Linked DNA regions of Arabidopsis thaliana: region 1 is linked to region 2. Evidence: chromatin contacts called from public HiChIP or PLAC-seq data. All regions are on one chromosome and are shown on one strand. The core of a region is the stretch at or near the end of the contact, and the rest is flanking DNA. Distances in the headings are between cores, read along the strand shown.

Region 1 (5,035 bases), core at 197-2,696, 42 kb after region 2:
TTCTATTTTATAATAATTTTTATTATATACTTTAATTCTATATACTTAATATTATTGATGATATTTCAATTCTAAATAATAACTCACACACTGTTTCTATATTTTATTTAGTAATTAATACAAATTTTCATCTTACACATTTAATTGTACAATACAGCTTAACTATTTATTTAATCATAGTAAACTCGATATTAACTCTACACACTTTATCTTAAGTGATAACAATTTCATATCATAATTATATCTGATCAAATCTATATCTTAGTTATTACTAAAAATAATTAACAACTAAGAAAATATAATTGATAAAGATAAACAGAAAAATTCACAAATTAAAATATGTGGAAAAACATGTTCAAAATCTATACTTTATATATTGTGTAATCTCGTATACTAACTTCTCATTAAGTTTTTGAAAAGTTAATCATATAAACAATTTTCCCAAATAATTTATGTTTTCACTTATTACTACATGATTTAAATTCAAGGAATAAAACATTAGTATAAGTTTGCATTATCACATCAAAGTATGTGATCCCTTCCATCATATGATGCATTAAATTTGATAGAATAGAACATAAGTATCCAAAAAATTATTTCTTATAAGCTCATTAAGTTTTTTTTTTGTGTGTTTTAGCTTAACGAATCAAAACACTATATTACAATGAAAGATACAATTTTATCCAACTAAATTAATATTAAAAAAAATATTTTTTATTTTAAACTTCTATGGCCTTTTAAATAGCTATTATTCATACTAAATGATTTTAAAAAAAATTAATACATGCTAAATTTAATTGACCAATAACACATATAAAAACAAATTTGTGAATTTTCTTTTTGGTTAAAACAAAAATTAGATATAGACATAAATTAGTATATGTAAATTTGCTTTTTCTTTTTTTTTTTTATTTCTTCAAGGGAAAATAACAAAGTTTAAAAAATTTCTGATAGATGTCATTATCTGATTGATAGACTTGTCATGTGACACAATCTTATGAGTTATTAACTTTGAAAACCCTACTTTATATAATAAGATTTATTTATATTTCTTTTTAGTGTTTTTTTTTCGTACCCTGTTTGAAATGTGATGTGGGTGAGGGTGTAGGAAAGTAAAATTGTATTGAGAGAAGTCGTGTACGTGGATCTCACTCGCGGTGATTTTTCTCTCAACTTTGTTCTTCTTCTGATCACAATTTCCTACACCGGTGGTCGGATTCTCCATCGATTCCAGCGATGATGAGGGCCCAAAGGCTCATGGTTCTTCATCTGTAACTTGTAACATCTCTCCGGCAAAGCAATCTGACCATAATCAAGGGAGTTGTGGATGGAGAAGTGTCTGCCCGACTCCGACGCTAAGAGCTCCACCATCGATGTAGCGATGCGGAGTGGAAGACGGAAATCTAAGTGAGATCTGAGAGAGGCAAACAGTTAGAATTAGGACCATAAATTCTGAAGGTTTCACGGGATCTCTGTCGATGGGGGAGGTATATTCAGATCTGGTGAAGCTATGTCAACGTCGAAGGTCTTTTTTTCTACTCCCTACTGTTTCTCTCTCTCACGGCCGAGCATTAATCTCCTCGTCAAAGGCAAGATCGGATCTCTTCCTCCTTCTTAAAACGACTCTACGGTGGCGAGATGACAACAGATCTTGGATCACCATCTTGTTCGGCTCGCGTCGTCCAGACTCACCAGATATCTTGTTCTGGCGAGAATCTACAGTATTGGACGGTGGCTTCGTTCAAGTTCTTTGAGTGGAGATGTGGTGTGGGTGTAAATGAATATTCTCCCATGACAAACAAAATAAATTTAAAGATAAGAGTACCATTTAAAAAAAAAAATTAGAGAAGGTAATAGTGTTTTTATTTTTGATTACCCACACATATATAAGTAGCTACATCCATTTTCGCAAAACGAAACGAAAACAATTTATACTCAAGATCTACGTAGGCTTCAAGTTATGAAACATAGCATCCCATCGTGTGTCATCATCCCTTTTATTGTACTCCACATACACACTTGGGCTTGGTGGTCTTCCTTTCAACGGCCCTGATAATCTCAATCGTTCGTTTAAGTTTCCATCTAACTGTCCCGACACAATAGGGCTTCTATAAGCTAAAATGAGTCTTTCTTGGACACTTCTATCCAACGGTCCAGATAGGTTCATGCTTCGGTTGCTTACTAACGTCATTTTCTCTTGTATTCCATGGTTTCGATCCAACGGTCCAGATTTCACAATCCTTTTCCTCTTTATCACAGGTAATCTCTCCACTTGTACCACAGCTTTTTCAGCATTGACTTTATTGTTATTACCTGAAAGTTGTTAACTAATTTTGTCAACAAAAACGTTTTAACTAACACCACTTCAACTACAAACCCTAATTATCCAAACATTACTTTAAAAAAAAAAGTACTTATGGATTTACAAAACTTAGACTTCTTACGTCATTCATAAATGCAATTTTGTTATTGTACAAGAACATATTAGTTTTGTTGTAATTAAATATCTATAAAGAAAATCGGGTTGCAATAAGTAGTGATTAGGTGCATTATTATCTTGACCTACCAGTCAAAAAGGCTCCGGTACGGTAGGCAGGCGGCGGCGACTGCTTCTCCTTGAGCGGTTCAACTACGGCGGTTCCTCCGAGAGAAAGCCACTTGTTTAAGCGATTGCCGACACTTTTGGTTGCCTTGATGACGACAGATATGAGTTTGGCCGAGACAGGACGATGGTTATAGGAGCTGAGTGCTTGTGTTTCTCTCTTTGAGAGTTTGAGAATCTCTACGCGGTGTTTGGTCACAGTAACACCAAGTCGCCGGAGAAAGTTGTGGTTGAAAAGGGCGATGTCTTCACCCTGGAGCTTCTTTTGGGCGAATATGAGTCCGTACTCGTAGCTTAGGGTCGGATCAAGGTCGGTTTTAGACAGCCATGAGAACCAATCCATCGTGTGTGTGTGTGTGTGTGTATCTGATGTTCTGTGAGTTTGGAGGACATTTGTATATATATGTGTGTTTGCGCAATTTATGGGTTATCTTTTGGACTAAATGAATTTACGGGTGCATACATATACATACATGAACATTTTTCTAACCTTTAAATAACACTTAAATTGATAACATTTTAGATTTGTTTTGGTCCCCTCTAAGAAAAAAAAAAAATTACAAATCGTCCAAAAGTATCTGTAGTTTTGATTAGTTTCTGGAAAAGAAGAATTATGAGGTTATTTTTATTTTGTATATGAGGGACACACATAAGGGACAAATAAAGGAGTAACGAAAAATACGGCTTTAGGCTTTCTATATTTCTAAAGCAATAATGTAGTGGTTGTGACTTAGAGAGATTTCTTTTTCAACCACTCCATTTTCTTAAGTTCTCGGAAAACGAACATGTAATATGGGATGAATTGACATCACAGTTTAAAATTATAGTAGTAATTTCTTCCTTTAAACAGAGTGCAAAAAAACGGACCTTACACCAAAACAATAATGCAAAAGAGTAAGAAGCCTAATTACATACAACATTGTATTGGTTTTCTTTTGGTATTGAGCATGGTGCCGAATTTAGTTCATATTAAAGATTTTCTCCATGTTGTTATTGAATAATTTTAGCATTATTTTTTTTTATAAACTCTATCGGCTGATCCGGTTATTTTCGGTAGAAACGCACCGAAATACTTCAGAGTGGACTTCTTTCCGAAGTACCACCACACTATTTGTCCCGAGTTTGGAATGTTTTCCGACTAATGCCAGAGGATAGTCAGGCCACCTGTATTTCTGACTACCAGGTAAACCAATTGGGTCAAGACCCAACTGACAGACTTCCCAAACAAATGTGATTTTTGTTTTCAGAGAGGACTGAACTCGGGTCTGAGAATTTCACCCTTTTCTAATCAAGTAGTTCCATACTTTCCAACTTATAATGAATTTTGACCGAGAACCAAATTATGCAAATCATTTGCTTCCGTCATCAAAATTATGATTCAATATATTTGTTTCTCTTCCAAAAAATTCTCTAAGATCAACGGATTAAACAACTTCTTTTGTAAGGTACAAGCGAGAATTCATAATATAGTAAAATAACGAAAAAAAAAATCATGTTATTTGGTACTTTTCGCAATTAACGGACCGCAAGTTTTTATATTGGTTCCATTTAAACATAAATCCTGAAAGACTTTCTATCCAGCTCTTAAAAAACTAACTATAACCCATAAAACATGGACCACAATGTATAACTAATCAACAAATTAATTTGGTAGAGCAGATGCACAGTAGTCAATGCTCCACTCCCCAATTTATTGGCCGAAAGTGATCCATTAAAGTGGTAGCCCCAAGTTGTGGTACCTGTCTTTAACCCAACCTCTACCTATATGCCTCTCTCCTCTCTTTCTCGTTGTCTTCAGCTTCACTTGATTTGGTGAATATGCTTCGTTTTAGTCTCTGTCTTTCACATGCTTATCTTGTTATGGGTTCTCTGTATGGGTGGGCATAATAACGTTTCCTGGAAAGAAAAAAAAAACAAACTGAATTGTAACTAGGTGATTTGGTTCAGTTTTGGTTCTCTTGAAAATCCATTTGGTTATCTTTACTAAAAATAATTCAGTTTCGATTGACATGGTTTAGAGCAGTTCATTTTTTGAGATTAGTGGGCTTTCAGGCCCAATGTTAGTGAGATAAGAGATTTTAGTACGTCTCACATTTGGTATTCGCTTCTGTTATTTTTTTGGGTTTTAGATTTTAAGAACTATATAACTACCAAAATATTTTTGTTAAGATCGGGTTCTTTCAGTTTTGGAGTTTATGATTCATTCGGATATTATCGGATATGTTTGGATATTTTAGGTATTTTTGGATTTTTTTTCTGGGTATTGTTTTGATACTCTGGGGATTTTTGGTTATTCGGTTTAAAAAACTAATATTATTGTTTAGAGTAAGTTGGAAATATATTCACTTTTCAAAATATAATTGTGAACGTAGTAACTTCACTATTCAATATTAGAGAAAGAGGTCATTTTGCTTTTTGTGTAATAGGCGGATA
Region 2 (5,248 bases), core at 191-2,690:
CACCAATACCATACAAAAGACTCATCAAAAATATCAATTGGTATCAAACATCTTTCATCTATATAAGCATAATAAAACTGATTCAAGTAACAAGGCTAGTCATAGAGCTAATCCAAATTTCCATTGATTAATCCAGAGTGAATATTACAAAATGATAAAGATCAAAACTTTTAAAGTTCAAAATTCAGGAATATAAGAATCAAAGTCAAATAAACCAAACACCCTAACTACACTTAGTCATAGAATCAAAACTTTAATTAAAATTTAACTACAGTTAGCCATAGTTTTAATGGTAAAGATGAAAACTTTAATCAAAATATAGGAATATAAGAAGAACCCAAGTCAAGTAAACCAAGCACCAACTAGTTATGAATCCTAATCCACTGATTAATTCATCATGAGCATAACTACACCTTAAAAGTTAAAACAGTCAAACTCCATTTAGCCATACTTTTGATGGTAAAGATTATAACTTTAATCAATATTTAGGAATATAAGAAGAACCCAAGTCAAGTAAACCAAGCACCAACTAGTTGTGAATCCTATGCTATTGATTAATTCATCATGAGCATCATAACTACACCTTAAAAGTTAAAACAGTCAAAACTCCACTAGACTTTTGATGGTAAAGATTATAACTTTAATCAAAATTTAGGAATCTAAGAAGAACCCAAGTCAAATGAAGCAATACCCACCTGGTAAGGAGAGAGATTTCACACAACAACAAAAAAAAAACATTTTTGGACCACAGAAATAAAAGACTCACAGTCAAATAATGGGAATTGCTTATATTCCATCCACCAGTGTAGAGTTTGAAATTATCAGCAGGATCTTTTCTTCTTGTTCTCTTTGCAGCTAAAATCAGAGATGAGTTCTCTCCACTTTCCTCTGCAATTACTCTTTCTATTACACTTGTTCTCCATTCTTCTTCTACACCTCTTTCTTCTTCGTTACCAACCCCTGAATCAATCAAACACAAATTGAAAAATCTTATAACTATTAAAAAAATGGAGAAACAACTTTTGAAAAATCTAAGTCTTACCAGTAATCGATGTTGTTCCAGTGACGACCACAAGAAACGAAGAGAGTAAACACAGAGACACAAGTATAAACACTCTTTGAGATCTGAAACACAACATTATGTCTGGTTCTTTTTTTTTTTAACTCTCTGTTTTTTTTTTCTGTTGTTGTTGTTGTAATGTTTATTCTCGATCGTGTTTGAGAAACAATGGGGCTCTCTCTCACGTTAAGAACACGATTGATTTGAGAGGCATTGCTTGACGCGGTTCTGTTTGATTCGTCGAATCATCGGTTTTTCCATAATTGATTTAATTTCCAAATGCAAATTAAGTTAATTTATTTTTTCTTTCAACATTTCGAAAATAGGTTTAATGTGCGCATTTGTAAAGTTAACCAATTTCTTACAAAAAGATGTTCCGAGTAAATATATTTATTAATAAGAAAATCAGAAGTAGAATATTTTAGTTGTGATTATATTCTCTTGTATAATTAAATTACGAACATAACATAAATTTTTGTTAATAAAATAATTTATGATAGTTATGCGGCATAACTTGTGCCGACGCGTCACAAAACAAATCTTTGAGAATAAAGACTTGTTGTTGGAGGTGACAGAGATATTTTATCTTTTGGGTACAACTGTCCCTTAGTTTAATAATTAAAACTTAAAAATCTTGAAACTAAATCTTCCAAGTTCCAAGTAATTGTAATAGATTCTTTGGTACAAACTTTCGTATTTACTATTAAACTGTCTTCAACTACCGTTGTGAATTTGTGATGTAAGGTCGAAGATTATTTAGATTTGTTACTATGTGGCCAAAAAAAAACAGATTTGTTACTGAATTATTAATTTCAAAAATGTTTATGAGTTTTTATTTATCAAACAAAAAATATAATACAATAAAATAAAATAAAAATCTTCAGAATAGAGAACTGACTAAAAATATATAATAATTTAACCGGATTTTTAAGTTTATTTCTTAATGAAAATTGAAAACACATAAATAAAAACAAAAATACTAGTGCTGAGTTAGATAAATATGCACATCTGCATATTATACCCAATCAATTTTCATATTTGTTGGAGATAATCTGCTTTTCTAAAAATAAACATATAACTAATTATTAATTAATCTTCACAAAAAAAAATCATTAGAATCAAATCAATTATTTTCTCTCTCTTCTCTCACAACAATCTTTCAGAGAGAGAAAAGTGTTTTCCTTTATTTCCGACGATGTTTTGTCGGATTTTGTTTCCGGTGAAATCCGGTTTTGTCTATTCTCGCCCAAGTGCGAGTCTATCTTAGCCACTATGGCTAGTTTTTTGTTTTGTTTTTCTCTCCTTTTGCAGATCTTAGATTTCTTTTGGAGAAGAAGAATTAGAAGCTGAGTGCTTAATTCAGAATCTCAAGAATCATCAGTTTCTCAATTCTGGTCAAGGGGAGAATAAATCCTTCATACCCCTAATGGACCGTAATCGGCTAATGATGAAGGTTTCTCTTTAAGATTGTGAATTGTGATGAGTGGGACTTGATGGCCGGCGTAGAACAGTTCAGAAGAGCGTGTTTTGCGACTGATCTGACCTCTCGCCATGTCGTATGTTCCAGCAGTTCATAGATCTGATGACTCGGATTCCTGTTTCTTTTCACTCAGAGAATTTAGCAAAGGCAGAGAATTGGTGATTGGAGTTTTAACTGAATTCTGGTAAAATCCTTGGATGGCAAACGATGATTTGATTAGCAGAGTTCGGTGGATTTGATCGGAGTTTCAGCCCGGTGGAAACGCTAGGAATGAGTCGGTTGCGTCTTCTTCCACCTTCAGCAGATGTTACACACGTGTCACATACACATGTCCCTTTTACCCATACGTGTTCGTCTATTTTGATTGTAATAGCTATATTGGGTTAATTGGGCTTTCTGTACTTGGGATCCTTTTCACCATGTATCCCTTTTATGGGTTTAATGAAACTGACGAAAAAAAAAAAAAACTAATTATTAATTATTCGTGGCGTAAGATTCACACATAATGACTAGATATTTTTCTTTTCTTGTTTAATTTATTAAGTACTAGATTTTAACCCGCGGTACACCGCAGGAACAATTTATTTTATAAAGGTAGCATATATAAAAGTTTGCAAAGTGTATCTATCTATAAAATATTTTTATTTTATAGTTTACAATTGTTATTAAGTAACGTCCTGTCAAATCTGTCCCGTCAACCCGTCTCGTAAAAAAAACAAATATATTTTATTAATATTGATCTTATTTATGATATGTTTATGAATCATTGTCTAAATATTTTGTAATTTTGTAGTAATTAAATGCTATCAAATATCTTTGCGGTTTGACGATTATAATCGAATTGTTATAGTCATGCAGAAAAGCAATATCAAAAGAAAAAATTTTATAGTAATTAAATGATATTAAATATTTTGGAAGTTTTATTTTAGTAACTAATCGTGTAGTTAATTGGGAGAGATTTTGGGAAGATTGTTAAATGTCAAATATTTAATTCGAATATTTTTTCTCTAATTATCAAAAACAAACATTAAAATTTAGTGGCAGCAATTGTAAATAAATTCCAACTACACGATTTAGTTCACAAAATGGCTGCAAAAATGTATATGTAGATTTATACTAAATTTAGATTTGTTGCAAAATATACATGAAAAACGAAAAGAAATTAAAACAAAAAAATCAAAAACTATGAAAAAATGATAAAACAAAAAACACAAACGAGAACCACCAGCATATCCTATGTGAATCAGTCCTCAAACCTCATAGCAAAAGGACACTTCAGCTTCTCCAGAAACTAAATGTAAAAACGGAACCGACGACATGTGAGCACCAATGAACAACCAAAGAAACTGCCTCTGGCTACCAATCCAGAGCATGACACATCAAAAGCAACTCAGACAGGTTTGAGAACACCCACTAGCAGTGGCGGAGCCACAAATATTTTTTATGGAAGTCATATATTAATGTAAGTATATTATAATATGATTCTTTATTTAACTCAAAAAAATTTCATTGCTGATTTTTAAAAATATTCTTTGCTATTACATTTGCTTAATAAAAGAGGACTAAGAAACATATAACTATTGCTATAAATCCTACAATTATAGTTCTTTTGATAATAATATAACTAGATTCTGACCCGCACATACGTGCGGGGTTTCATATTTTAAGAATTAGATTCTGACCCGCTCTTTTGAAATTTTTTGGGGAAATGTTTTTTTTTGGCCGGAAAAAATCGAATAACCTTAAAAAATAAAAAAAATATAAAAGTCATGGGGTCAACTGAACCCTCTCCTATCTAACCCTCCTAGACGAAACCGCCGTCTCTAATGAACCTTGAAACTCTTTAACAAGGTTCTCGCGATGTAAACCAAGCCGCATCACAACAAAGAACCCAAGAACAACCAAAAATCCAATCCAGCCAATGCACAAAGCATCGAAGGACAACAAACGGAGGAAAGAACTTCTCATAATGAACTTCAAGTCCACTGCCATACCAGAGAAGAACCAAGTCGCCACATTCCAATTCGAACAGGAACACCAACGACCCATATTTGGAGTCTAGGCTAAAGGGAGTTTAGCTTAGAGTTAGGTTATCCTGATTAAATCTATTCTCACGAGATTTTATTTAAGGGAAGATTATCCTTAAGGTTTCACGTTAATAGAAAGGGTCGATAAATCAAGAGGGTTGTGCTTGTTTTCGCGTTTGTGAATTGGTTGTAATTTGCTTTCTTGTTTTAATGAAATCAAATCATGACTTGGTCCCGTGGAGTACAGAAAACCGAACTTCATTAACAAATTTCTTATCTTCTTTATTCCGGCAATTTATTTTACCACATACGTACGTATAAGTGGTATCAGAGCAGGTTCTCGATATAGATCAAGTTGAATTTAAGGCTAATTAAGACTGCGATATTTACAATGATATTGATTCAAGCCACTTCAAGTTGATTTATCAATGTGCATCAGCTCAAAAAGCATGAATTTTTTTGGAGAATATGTTTGAGGGAACTACAAGCGTTAAAAGAACAAAAGTGGATATGTTGGGATCGCAATTTGAGAATTTAAGGATGGAAAAGAGGAACCCGTGGCTGATTTCAGTGCAAAGTTATGTGACATATTTAATGAGTCCTTTGCTCTTGGAAAGCTTTACAAGAACAAAAAGTTGGTCAAGAAGTTGAAGAGATCATTACATGTAAAATTTGTGTCAA

What was found. HiChIP or PLAC-seq counts read pairs in DNA pulled down with a chosen protein or histone mark.
Region 1: an H3K9ac HiChIP or PLAC-seq map of seedling shows a contact between it and region 2, with 4 times the contacts expected there. The contact joins the promoter of AT2G12461 here to the promoter of AT2G12400 in region 2. A contact is called at or near these places in 15 of 26 Hi-C or Micro-C datasets (callus, cotyledon, leaf and 3 more), 2 of 2 datasets of contacts at active chromatin or transcription factors (seedling and shoot) and 1 of 3 other capture datasets (seedling).

What each region holds. Positions count from the first base shown.
Region 1 is chr2:5,048,641-5,053,675 of TAIR10.1, forward strand. It overlaps AT2G12461, which reads right to left and starts at 1,447. Exons shown (of 1, transcript NM_001124832.1): 1 at 1,313-1,447. The coding sequence starts at 1,447. The coding sequence ends at 1,313. It overlaps AT2G12462 (sterile alpha motif (SAM) domain protein), which reads right to left and starts at 2,973. Exons shown (of 2, transcript NM_001036271.2): 1 at 2,567-2,973; 2 at 1,794-2,313. The coding sequence starts at 2,945. The coding sequence ends at 1,943.
Region 2 is chr2:5,007,002-5,012,249 of TAIR10.1, forward strand. AT2G12400 (plasma membrane fusion protein) reads right to left here and starts at 1,441. Exons shown (of 9, transcript NM_126891.4): 1 at 1,043-1,441; 2 at 767-960. The coding sequence starts at 1,139. It overlaps AT2G05695 (a long non-coding RNA gene), which reads right to left and starts at 2,871. Exons shown (of 1, transcript NR_140098.1): 1 at 2,532-2,871. It overlaps AT2G12405, which reads right to left and starts at 4,589. Exons shown (of 2, transcript NM_147300.1): 1 at 4,341-4,589; 2 at 3,791-3,892. The coding sequence starts at 4,589. The coding sequence ends at 3,791. It also overlaps the pseudogene AT2G12407.